Regions from separate parts of the Rattus norvegicus genome. Here all the other regions are linked to region 1. A link is a contact called in public Hi-C data. All regions are on one chromosome and are shown on one strand. The core of a region is the stretch at or near the end of the contact, and the rest is flanking DNA. Distances in the headings are between cores, read along the strand shown. Region 1 holds the start of Sdad1 (SDA1 domain containing 1). Region 2 overlaps Art3 (ADP-ribosyltransferase 3). Region 3 overlaps Art3 (ADP-ribosyltransferase 3).

Region 1 (3,482 bases), core at 703-3,202:
CCTTCCCATCAATAAACAGACTAAAGGACTGAACTGACAATTCTCAATGTAAATACAAATGCTAACAGCTATGTGAAAACGTGTGCAACATGCAAATTAAAATCATTCGAGATTCTATTTCCCCTCAGTCAGAATGGCTGTCAGCAGGGAAAAAACCGACAACGAATGCTGGACGTAGAAAAACAGAAACTATATCCACCCCCCTCACACAGGCATGTACACACACCACCACCACCACCACCACTGGGGATGCAGAGTCATAGGAACGCAGATACAAACACTCAGAGATACAAATGCTCACATGCATGCACACAGCCCACTGATGGGAATGTAGTCTGGTAGAATAACTATGGACAAACTAAAACTGACCTTCTTTACGGCCTGATATATAATAAAAGGACTCCAATCAAATAACACAGACACACTTGCACATTCGTGTTTACTGGTGCACTGACCACGACAGCAAAGAAACAGAGCCAGCCTCTATGTCCATCAACAGAAGAACATGTAATTTAAATGTGGTGCATATATTTATTTGTTCCAGTCATGAGCTGAAACCACGACAATGGGAGGAGGTCATTATGTTGAGAGATTAAGCTGGAGGGCTTAATTAGGGCTGGAGAGACGGCTCATGGTTAAGAGCACTGGCTGCTCTCTTCAATGTGTCTGAAGACAGCTACAGTGTTCGTATATATAATAAATAAATAAGTCTTTAAAAGAAAGAATGCGAATTAAAAGAAAAGAAATTAAGCCAGATTCAGAGAGGTAGCCCATTTCCTCTCAACAGCAGAAGTCAGACTTAAATGTATGTTTGTGAAATTATAAAGGGGAATATAGGAAGGGATTCTTTTTTAATGTGTACTGAGTGTTTACCTACTTATATGTATGTGTACACATATGCCCAGTGTTCAGAAGCCAGAAGACTGGTGTAGGATCCCCTGAAACTAGAGCAACAGATGGTTATAGGTACCGAACCTGGGTCCTCTGGAAAAACAGCCAGTGCTCCTAACCATTGAGCCAACTGTCAAACCCAGGAAGAAGAGATCTTAAAGGCTGCAGGGAACTGAAATATATGAGACGTGGATACAGAGGTGGGGGCTGTGTGGGGACAGGAAAGGGATCAGTGAGGGAGGGAGCCAGGGAGGATTGGGAAGGGAGGTGTAGAAGGGGACAAGAGCAAAGACAAAGGCGTGTATTAACCCATCTACCAGGTTAAGAGTACAAAGTTGCCGCTTACATTTCGTGGTTCTTGTTAGTTCACACACTTGGGAGTGTGCCAAGTCCCTCACAAACTGGGCCTAATAGAATTTTCGACCGCCCTTTTCCCTCAAAGCATCTTCTCAAACCTAGCTCAGGCTGGCTCCCAATGAGTTTGAACCGTGGCTTAACTACATCTTCTAAACTCCTGACTGTGGCCCTGGCATTTGAGAACTCCTTGCTCTTCTTGGCAGAGCTTGGGGTACTCGGGAGCGGCCATCTGTGGAAAACACTTTTTAACACACGACTCATCACTGTATGTTAAGGGCTAATTGGAGTTTTAGATTCGAGGCCGCCGACGGCTGGGGGCAGCCTCTCCACCCGTCTCCACGTCCGGGAGGCGGGCGGATAAACCCGGAGGCAACAGGTTTTAGAGTGTGTTTCAGTGTTGGTGGGGTCAGTGTTGGCAGGGAAGCATATTTACAAGTGGTGGGAAACAAGTCCTTAGGAACGTTCCTTCCCAATACCCCGTCTCCTCCCGTGAGCCCCCGGAAGCTCACGGGAGCATCCCGGTGAGCCGGCTCCCTGTCCCACCTCCTCGACATAGGCCGGCGGGTCCCGCTTGATCAGGTTCTGTAACTGCGGCAGGTTGCTGGGCAGCTTGTTGTTGTTCCTCCCGGACATGGTGGCTGTAGATAGGCTCCCTGGCGAGCAGTTCTTGGAAAACGTAGGCCTCTGTCAGTCTCAGCCTGGTGCCCGCGGCTGCTTAGACTCGTGTTTCCTAGGGTACCCGGAAACAGCACGTGGGACACTCCGCCAGCGGAACCGAGCGACGGAAGTCACAGAGGATCAAACTTCTCCACCCTGCTGCAATGCTTTGTAGGAGTCTGCACGCTATCGCCCCCTGCCGTTGGGCAACCGCTACTACTATCACCAAACTGAAATTTAAAGCGCTCTCTCTCTCTCTCTCTCTCTCTCTCTCTCTCTCTCTCTCTCTCTCTCTCTCTCTCTCTCTCTCTCTCTCTCTCTCTCTCTCTCTCTCTCTCCACCTCTCTGTTTTTCTTCCACCTACTTGAACAGGTTTCATTATCTCAACATTCTTTTCCATTGAAAACAATTTCTATACAATATATTTGATCATGTTTTTTTCCTTCTCCAAATCCTCCCAGATCTCCCCACATTGGGAGCTAAGGCAGGAGGATTATATGTTTGGAGCAAGCCTGAGGCTTACTCCATCTCAAGAAAAACAACAGAAATTAAGCAAGGACCTGGGAACTGGTTCAGGTGTCCGATCTCATAGGACACTCTTGGTTTCTTCCCCAGAACCCCATAAACTGGGTGTGTGGGCTCATGCCTGCAACCCGAATACTTAGGGAAGAGGAAGCAGGAGGGTTGAGACTCCAAGGTCATCCTCAGTTACACAGGGAATTTGAGAGAAGCCAGGGATACGTGAGACACTATATTATAAAATGAGGATCAGGGACTAGCGATGGCTCAGCAACTAAGATCTAGCACTGCTGTTGGAGCAGACCCAGGCTCAGTTTGCAACCTGCAGTGGCTCTCAACCATCTCTAGGAACGTGTGAGAAAACGTGTGCTCTTAGCAGGTAGCTGTGCTCACAGTACACATATCCACACAGAGATGCACACACATAACTAAAGTTCGAAGAAAAATCCATGAGGAATATGCCTAGAAAGAGCTGGGGTGAAGGTTAAATTGATTTTCTTTGTTGTTACTGCTGCCGTTGGGACAGGGTTTCTCTGTGTGGTCTTGGCTGTCCTGTAACTCACTCTGTAGACCAGGCTGGCTCCAAACTCAGAGATCCACTTACTTCTGCCTTGGGAATGCTGGGACTTAAAGGCATGTGCCCACTGCCACCCCCAGGCAACTCTTAATTCTAAACACAGATGGGGTAAACAGCTGTGGGATGGTAACTAGTCTTACGCTAACATAGGAATCAAGCTGTTATGATTCTGTGTAACCTAAGCAGTTTCTTAGACCAACTTCATCCAAGGCCACCTGCCACCGTGTTAGAGTCCAAATCAAAAGAAATCTATAGTTATATATGGACAAGACCTGAGGATAGTTAGATCAAGAGTGCTCATGAGGGGGGCTAGTGTTCTACTAGAGGAATACTTCCATATGCAAGTTTCCTAATCTTGATGTTTGCAGCCTAGTGGGTGGTGATTTATCCAGAAATGGAGCCACACACACTTGTTTGTTTGTTTATGTATATTCGTGTTTTTGTCTAACCATAAGTCTGTGCATGTGCACGTACGTGTGTA
Region 2 (3,482 bases), core at 516-3,015, 88 kb after region 1:
CATGATGATGGGGTGTTCCAAGACCCTCAGTGGTTGCCTGAGACCATGGATTATCCACATCCCATTTTTCTATACATCCATACTTACGATAAAGTTTGATTTATAAATTAGGTATACCAAGAGTTTAAAAATAATAATAATGATAATAATAATAATAGAATAATGATAACAGTATGCTCTACTAGAAATTCTGTGAATGCCATCTCTCTCTCCCCTCCCCCTCCCTCCCCCTCCCTCCCTCTTCTTCTCTCTCTCTCTCTCTCTCTCTCTCTCTCTCTCTCTCTCTCTCTCAGGAATATTTATTTGTAGCCTTCATATGACCACTGGGTAACAGTTAAACTGTGTAAAAGAGGAAACGTAGAGATGACCAAACACTATAAGCCACGGTCTCCTTCCTCCCCACTGAGTGTGTTTAACTTCTCTAGACCACACAGTCAGAAGCCCAGTCGCAGCTGGACTGTAGAAATCATACCTATTTTGGTGCCCCTGATGCATTCAGGCAAATACCATCTATGGAGGTCCTGGTTATATAAAAGCTCTGGCTACCAACCATGTTTCAGTAACTAGTGTCTGGATGATGGGCTGCAGTGGGCAGCGAAACCCACAGATCTCAAGTCTGGGAGTGGGATAATGATAAAACAAGGGATACAACGACAGGTGAGCTAGCGGACTGATTCTGAGTGAGCCAGGGGCTCGAGACATTCATGGCACATCATAAGCCTGTGTAAAAGGGAAATGAGGAAGAGGGTGGGATGTGGGGATGGGGTATTTCACAGGCTAATGTTCAGCTCAGCCACAAAGGTGTGGGGGCCGGGGGAAGGGGGAGGTGCTGGCTCCCATAAACCACGTGTTTGTAGAGCACTGTCCAAGGAGGCACTCAAGGCTTGACCTAAACTGGCGTCCTCTGCTGCCATCTAGAGATAATCCATGGGAATGCACAGTCAGAGGCTTCCTAAGGCCAGCGGTAGGCATGACTGAGTGGTAAAACACTTGTAGGGGCGGGCCCTTGGGGTCAGTCCTCCAGCACTGGAAAACAAACAAACAAAAGCAACAACAACAAACACTACAGTTCTGGAGGGGGAAAAGGCAATGTTTCTAAGAGGTATGGACATTTACTAGACTTAGCATGCTAGACACAGTCCTGCTAAGATTTCTAACATAAAAACCCAGTGTGGATCTTACAAAACCTGGCTAGCTAAAAGCAAGCCAACAAGAAACCAGTTCCATTTGTTAGGACATGGAGGGACTAATTCCTGGTTAGTCTTGCTACAAGCCCAAGACCATAAAGGGAAAGAGTAAATGCCTTTTCCTTCGTCTGAAGAGGCTAGAGCAGGTCAACCAACGTAGTTATTTCTCTGGAGAACCTGATAAAGCTGGATGTCAGCTGTGTAATCAGACGAAACTCCTTATCACTAAAAGTGACCCCGCTGGAGAACTGGATTCGGAGAGCTGTGGATCAGGCATGCATCCCTAAGGGAAGGCCGAGCTGTAGGATGCCTTATGGCCCAGCAGTGCAAATACAGCAGTCTACAGAGGAAGACTTACAAACAGAAACAGGGTGCGCGCCTGAACCCTACGCCTTAACGAGTAGTCTGGGCGCAGCTGGCTGCTTCAGTCATGATCCTGTCCAGTGGGGCCGTCTGAATGATGCTTCCCAGAGTCAGGGAAGCCAGAGATACTAACTGTTCCCTAGTTGAAAGCAGGCCTTGTTAGGCAAGAGGAGCTTCTGCGCTCTGGTAGCTGGTGTAGGCTATTTTTGGACACTGTGGCATGCTGAGCCAGATCCCTGCTAAGCCATTGAAAGGGGAAAAGAGAGTTTATTGAGCTGTCCAGATTTTTTCTTAAACATCCACCCCGAGGCTAAGGATATACAGGCAGAGGGCTTGCCCAGCATACATAAGGCTCTGTACTCCTTCTGTATTCTGAAAACAAACACGATTCCACCCAGACCAGAGTGGTTATTAAATAGGATTTTCACTGTTTCTAATTGCTACGTATGAGCATTTCCTGGGAGTATGGAGGCTCCTGTGTTGTTCGAAACTATCTGAGATCAGTCATCAGTCATGTAGTGAGGAAGGTGGGAAGCAACCCACAGCTCACCGTTATGAGTCCATACCTAGGACAGTTTGGAAGAAGCGACCCCTGTATAACAAGGGTCCTCCCAGACCCTCACCGCCTGGATTTGGTCATCACTGTTGTCTCAGAGTGAAGTGTCAGAGACGAGAGCGAGAAGGGAGTGCACTCTTGGGTGATTGGTATAGGAAGTCGGCTTGGCCTGGTAAGGGTGTGGCCAGGCAGGTCGAGCATCTGCACATTAGGCTGTGGGGCACAGCAGCTGGAGCTCCAAACATGGACTTAAGCTGCTCCTCACAGGTAGAATTTCTTCAGGAAGCCCCAGCTCTCTTCATAGCCCTTGTGTTGATCAAATATGGCTGCACTGGATATATTGGATCTGGTTATATTGGATGGTTTCTTTACTTATAGTAACTGCATAAAGACTTCAGTGTGTCTCTAAAACATGGCCTCATAGCCGTACGCAGGTGAGTATTTTATTGAATAGCTGATCTGGGTCCTAGACAAACCGAAGCTTGACCTTCAACCCGTGTGAGCCACCCTTTGTCACATAACAAAATACTCTAAAACGGGCTCTCAACCTTCCTAACGCTGCGATCCTTCAATGCAGTTCTCACACTGTGGTGACCCCACAACTATAAAATTATTTTTGTTGCTACTTCACAAGTATAATTTTTCTACTGTTATACACCATAATGTAAATGTCTGTGTTTTCTGATGATCTTAAGACACCCCTGTGAAAGGGTCCGTCTGTCCCCAAGTTGTCACGGCTGAGAACTGCTGCTCTAAAACGTAGTAGCTTACGACACATGTCTAAGCTTGAAGTGCTGTGGGTGGACTGTCCAGGGGCCAGCTTGTCTCTGTTCTTTGAGGAAGCCATCTCTTAGCACTTTTAGTCAGGTTTGGCTGGAAGGGATCTGTCTGTTAGCTCACTTGCGTGGCTATGGGTGGGACACAGTATTGGTTAACTTACAGTCAGTCAACTAAGGCACAGTTGCTTAGCTGCAGGACACCCTCGGTTCCTAACCACACAGGCCTCTCAGTGCTCGTCCTCTGCAGAAAGCTAGGAAGTGCCATCAAGTCAGTGACCTAATGATTGAAATGAAGTCTCTGGTTTGCTAGACGCAAGCGCTCTTCAGCACACATTCCAAGGGAGTGTGCACAGGGACGACCCCAGCTCTGTGTCAAAGCTGCCACTGTAATCCCAGCCCGTTATATTGGCCATCTGCTTTGGGGATAACCCACTTTGTTCTTTGTCCATAACAATGAGTTCTGGCCACAGGGCATCTTGGAGGAGAGAATATTTGTCATAGAACCGTCAGATGTAATTTTTTATGGACAGGCGTTTGTGGTCTGGTTCCTGTGACTCCCAAGGGTGTATGCATTACGTTTTTATTTGCTGAATTAAA
Region 3 (3,482 bases), core at 646-3,145, 66 kb after region 1:
GAGTTCACTTTCCCAGGCACAGAGGCCCCCGTTCTGGTCCTCTGATGCCCTTCCCTGCACTTCAGTTTGAAATGTTCCCAAACCACTTTCTTTTAGCCAGACATTTCCTCTCCTCTTCACATTTACTTTGTGCCCAATATATGCTCACCTCTCCCTCTCCCTCTCCCTCTCCCTCTCCCTCTCCCTCTCCCTCTCCCTCTCCCTCTCCCTCTCCCTCTCCCTCTCTCACATCCATAGTACAGTGAGGGGACCCACTGTCCCTACTTGATGTGTGTGTGTACAGGAGAAAGACCCATGTACAACGCCGCACATGGCTAGAAAACAGCTGGGCTGGAATCTGCACTTGGCCATTTTTGTTTTTTGTTTTTTGTTTGTTTCAGTTTAGTGCTCCAGCTGCTTAGTTTTAAAACACACACAGCGAAACAGGGACATAATAGTAAGGCATAGAGTTGATATACTCTAAAACATTTGAAAATACAGTAAAATCAACACTTGCTGTCACTTTTAAGAGAGCTTCGATGTCCCTGAATGCCTTTTGTCACGTGCGTGTGTATGGTCTAGCTAGTGTGTTACTCTAAGAATTAGGTAGATGGAAAGTTGGTAGAATGCATACATTAGCACTTAGAGACTTGATAACCGTCACAATTTTAGGAATCAGTCACTGCGGATTCATGCATAGGCTCAGACATATTCATCTCGATCTTTCTGTTTTCTTGGGGCAAAAATACCCTAATCACTTAGAAGGTGAGAAAAGTAAAAGAGATTTCCCATCTATTTATACGCAGAGCAGAGCGCGGGACAGTCCCGGCCACTGCAGAACCCGTATGTTGCTATAGTTACGGCTTTTTCTCCCTGGGTGTTGAGTTAAATTTTTAAAGAGAAGCGACTTGTGGCTTTGCTTTGTTTTTTGTTGTTTTTGTGTGTTTTTAGTTTGTGGAGAGGGTGGGGTATCGTAGCACACACTTGCTTAAGAAGTAACAGAGGTCCTGGCTCTTTTAGTTTGATCCTTCCGTCCCCTCCTCCTTTCTCTCTTTTTCTTATCATAGTCCTGACTGTGCCTCATACTCATAATCCTCCTGCCTCAGCCTCCGTGGCTGTCCTGGCATTCACCAGGCTGGCCTCGAACTCACAGAGACTTGCTGAATGTTGGGATTAACATGCAACCCCACTCCTGGTCTGCAGTTTTGTTGTTGTTTCTTAACACCTACAAATGTTTTTAAGGTTGTTTCTTGGCCTTAACATTAAAAGAGTATCACCTGAGCCTTTCTTGTATTTTCTAAGTACAAACCTGGAAGTGGCTTTTTGTCTATCTGTTCTCAGTTTGCTTTCCCATGTGCAGAGATCTCAGAAGAAAAAGATGTGCCATCCTTTGTCTACCACTGAGCTGTCTAACTGTGTGTTCAGGCCGCTTCAGATTGTATGGGCAGCTAAGTCAAAGAACTAAGTGACTTAACAACGTAGAAAAGGAAATAGCAACGTTGAGTAGTTAAGGGTTGAAGTTTAGTTCAGAGAAAACACAGGCGATTGCGTAAGACTCAGCTCTGAAGTTTGCACTTGCTTGACAAAGAAATGAGGCCTACAGAGCTAATTAGATACATCTCACTAGCACAAAAGGGCGGAGGGACTGTGGGTGCAGTCAGGTGCAAGAAATCTTAAGTTGGGAGTCAGTCCTTAAGGAATTAGAACTTGGTTTCCTATAGATGCTAAAATGGTGACAGTTCACTTTGTGAGGTCCTTTAAATCAGGAGCCAAGTCTGTTGTCAGTCTTCCCCCTCATTTACCCTGTGTGAAATAAAATGGAAAAGGGAGGCAAAGAAGGAGGGGGGAGAGGGAGGGGCAGGGAGAGGGGAAAGGGGGGGGGCAGGCAAGTATTGGTCCTAAGCCAGTGCTCCCAGACCCAGGCTGGTCACCGTCTGCCACCCTCACACACAGGGATTGTCCCTGCCTGCTAGATTTACTTCCTCTCTTCTAAAAGTTAAGGTTTCCTGTTTCAGAGGGGAACACAGTTCTAAAAAGCAGTAAGTTATCTTTAGTTTTCTTTTAAGTTTGGCCGACGTTCCCACAAGTTACTTCTTGGGGGTTTCCAGCTTTGGGGACAGAGGCAGTAATTGCCCATTTGATTACAACACCACCGAAGTGCAGGGAAGAGCTCAGTCTTTCCTTCAGGCTGTGCAATGGTTCACTTATTTAATAGTGCCTTAAAGAAGACAGGGTGCTGGCTGAAAGGGAAAGCTTCTTTCTTTGCCTGGTCAGCTCTTATCTAGAAGGTACCTAGGATAAATTAGGTCCTGCCTCCCCCTGGCTTTGTCCTCGGTCCCTGTCGTTTTCAGACATCTTACAGCTGAACACAAGTTGCCATTTCTTGTTTTCCACCCCATTTTGTACTCTATGGAGAAAGAAATGGTTTTTCAGATAAAAATGGTAAAAGTGGAACCCGATACTGTCATTCACTCCTTCAATCCTAGCACTCTCTGAACTTGAGGCTAGCCTGGTCTAAAGAGTAAGTTCCAGGACAGCCAGGGCTATACAGAAAAACGATGTCTTAAAAACGAACAAACAAAAAGCAAGAAAAAGGCTGAACTGAAGAAGACAACAGAAGAGACTGTGGGGATCAAAGAGGAAGGAACCGGCTTGCTTCAGTCTGTGGCCCTGATAGCGCAGGCTTGTGGGGAACCTGCCTCCACATTCTTCCAGTTCGTCCTTCCTTGAGGCATGCGTGGTTATAACTCACCTCTTTCCACGAGATATGGAAGTCTTCATGTGCACAGCGAACCCCGTTGTACATCCATCCACATTTTCCTGTGAGAGACCCACTGGAAGAGCGGTTCAGAATTTCTCTGTGAACTAAGGACTTTCCAGCTCTTCATGGTATGCATATTGTAACTTACAGCCACATGCGGTGGATGGACAAGGGCTTACGGACCTGAGGCTTACCTGGAAGATAGTGTCTAGCAGGGAAGCCTGGACTTCCTGTGGTAGGCCACGCCCAGATGGCATTCCAAAAACCGCATAAACGACCCAGGAAGCCCTGGCAGGAACAGGCCTCGGCATCTGACACCTCCTGCACTCCACTCACTGCCTGGCCTGCCCACAGCACTGAATAAAAGAACCATAGTATCCTAGGCACGGTGAAGCAGGAGGAGTTTCAAACAAACAAACAACAAACCCCAAACAGAAAAGAAGCTAGAAAGGAATCTCAGGTGGGGAAGGGCTTGCCTTGCATAAAGGAATCCCTGGGTTTGATCCACAGGACTGCATAAAGCAGGCTCTGTGGCACATGCCTGCAATCCCAACACTGGAGAGGCAGAGGCTGTGGCAGGGGCAGGGGCAGGGGCAGGGGCAGCGGCAGGGCAGAGATGCAGAGGAGGTGAGAATGAGAAATTCAAGCACATCCTGAGCTATAAGACAAATTGGAAGTCAGCTTGGGCTACAAGAGACTCTCAAAAAAACAAAAACAAAGCAAACAAACAACAACAAAAACA

Evidence for each region. A called contact is a pair of places that touch in the nucleus more often than the background predicts.
Region 2: a contact with region 1 is called in a Hi-C map of Schwann cells, with 4 times the contacts expected there. The contact joins the enhancer-like site here to the promoter of Sdad1 in region 1. A contact is called at or near these places in 5 of 12 Hi-C or Micro-C datasets (Schwann cells, hepatocytes, kidney and 2 more) and 1 of 1 datasets of contacts at active chromatin or transcription factors (oligodendrocytes).
Region 3: a contact with region 1 is called in a Hi-C map of liver, with 3 times the contacts expected there. The contact joins the enhancer-like site here to the promoter of Sdad1 in region 1. A contact is called at or near these places in 10 of 12 Hi-C or Micro-C datasets (the A7r5 cell line, the Rat2 cell line, hepatocytes and 5 more).

What each region holds. Positions count from the first base shown.
Region 1 is chr14:16,024,257-16,027,738 of GRCr8, reverse strand. Sdad1 (SDA1 domain containing 1) reads right to left here and starts at 1,952. Exons shown (of 21, transcript NM_001006958.2): 1 at 1,792-1,952. The coding sequence starts at 1,881.
Region 2 is chr14:15,936,509-15,939,990 of GRCr8, reverse strand. All of the region lies in intron 3 of Art3 (ADP-ribosyltransferase 3), which reads left to right. Among named protein-coding and RNA genes, the nearest start is that of Cxcl11, 35 kb to the left of the region's middle. Within about 2 kb of position 1,765, at least 29 of the 93 cell types and tissues checked have an H3K27ac peak or open chromatin away from gene starts, as enhancers often do. A contact at or near this core is called in Schwann cells, where this site is marked.
Region 3 is chr14:15,958,389-15,961,870 of GRCr8, reverse strand. The region is part of intron 1 of Art3 (ADP-ribosyltransferase 3); the gene reads left to right. Among named protein-coding and RNA genes, the nearest start is that of Cxcl11, 14 kb to the left of the region's middle. Within about 2 kb of position 1,895, at least 9 of the 93 cell types and tissues checked have an H3K27ac peak or open chromatin away from gene starts, as enhancers often do. A contact at or near this core is called in liver, where this site is marked.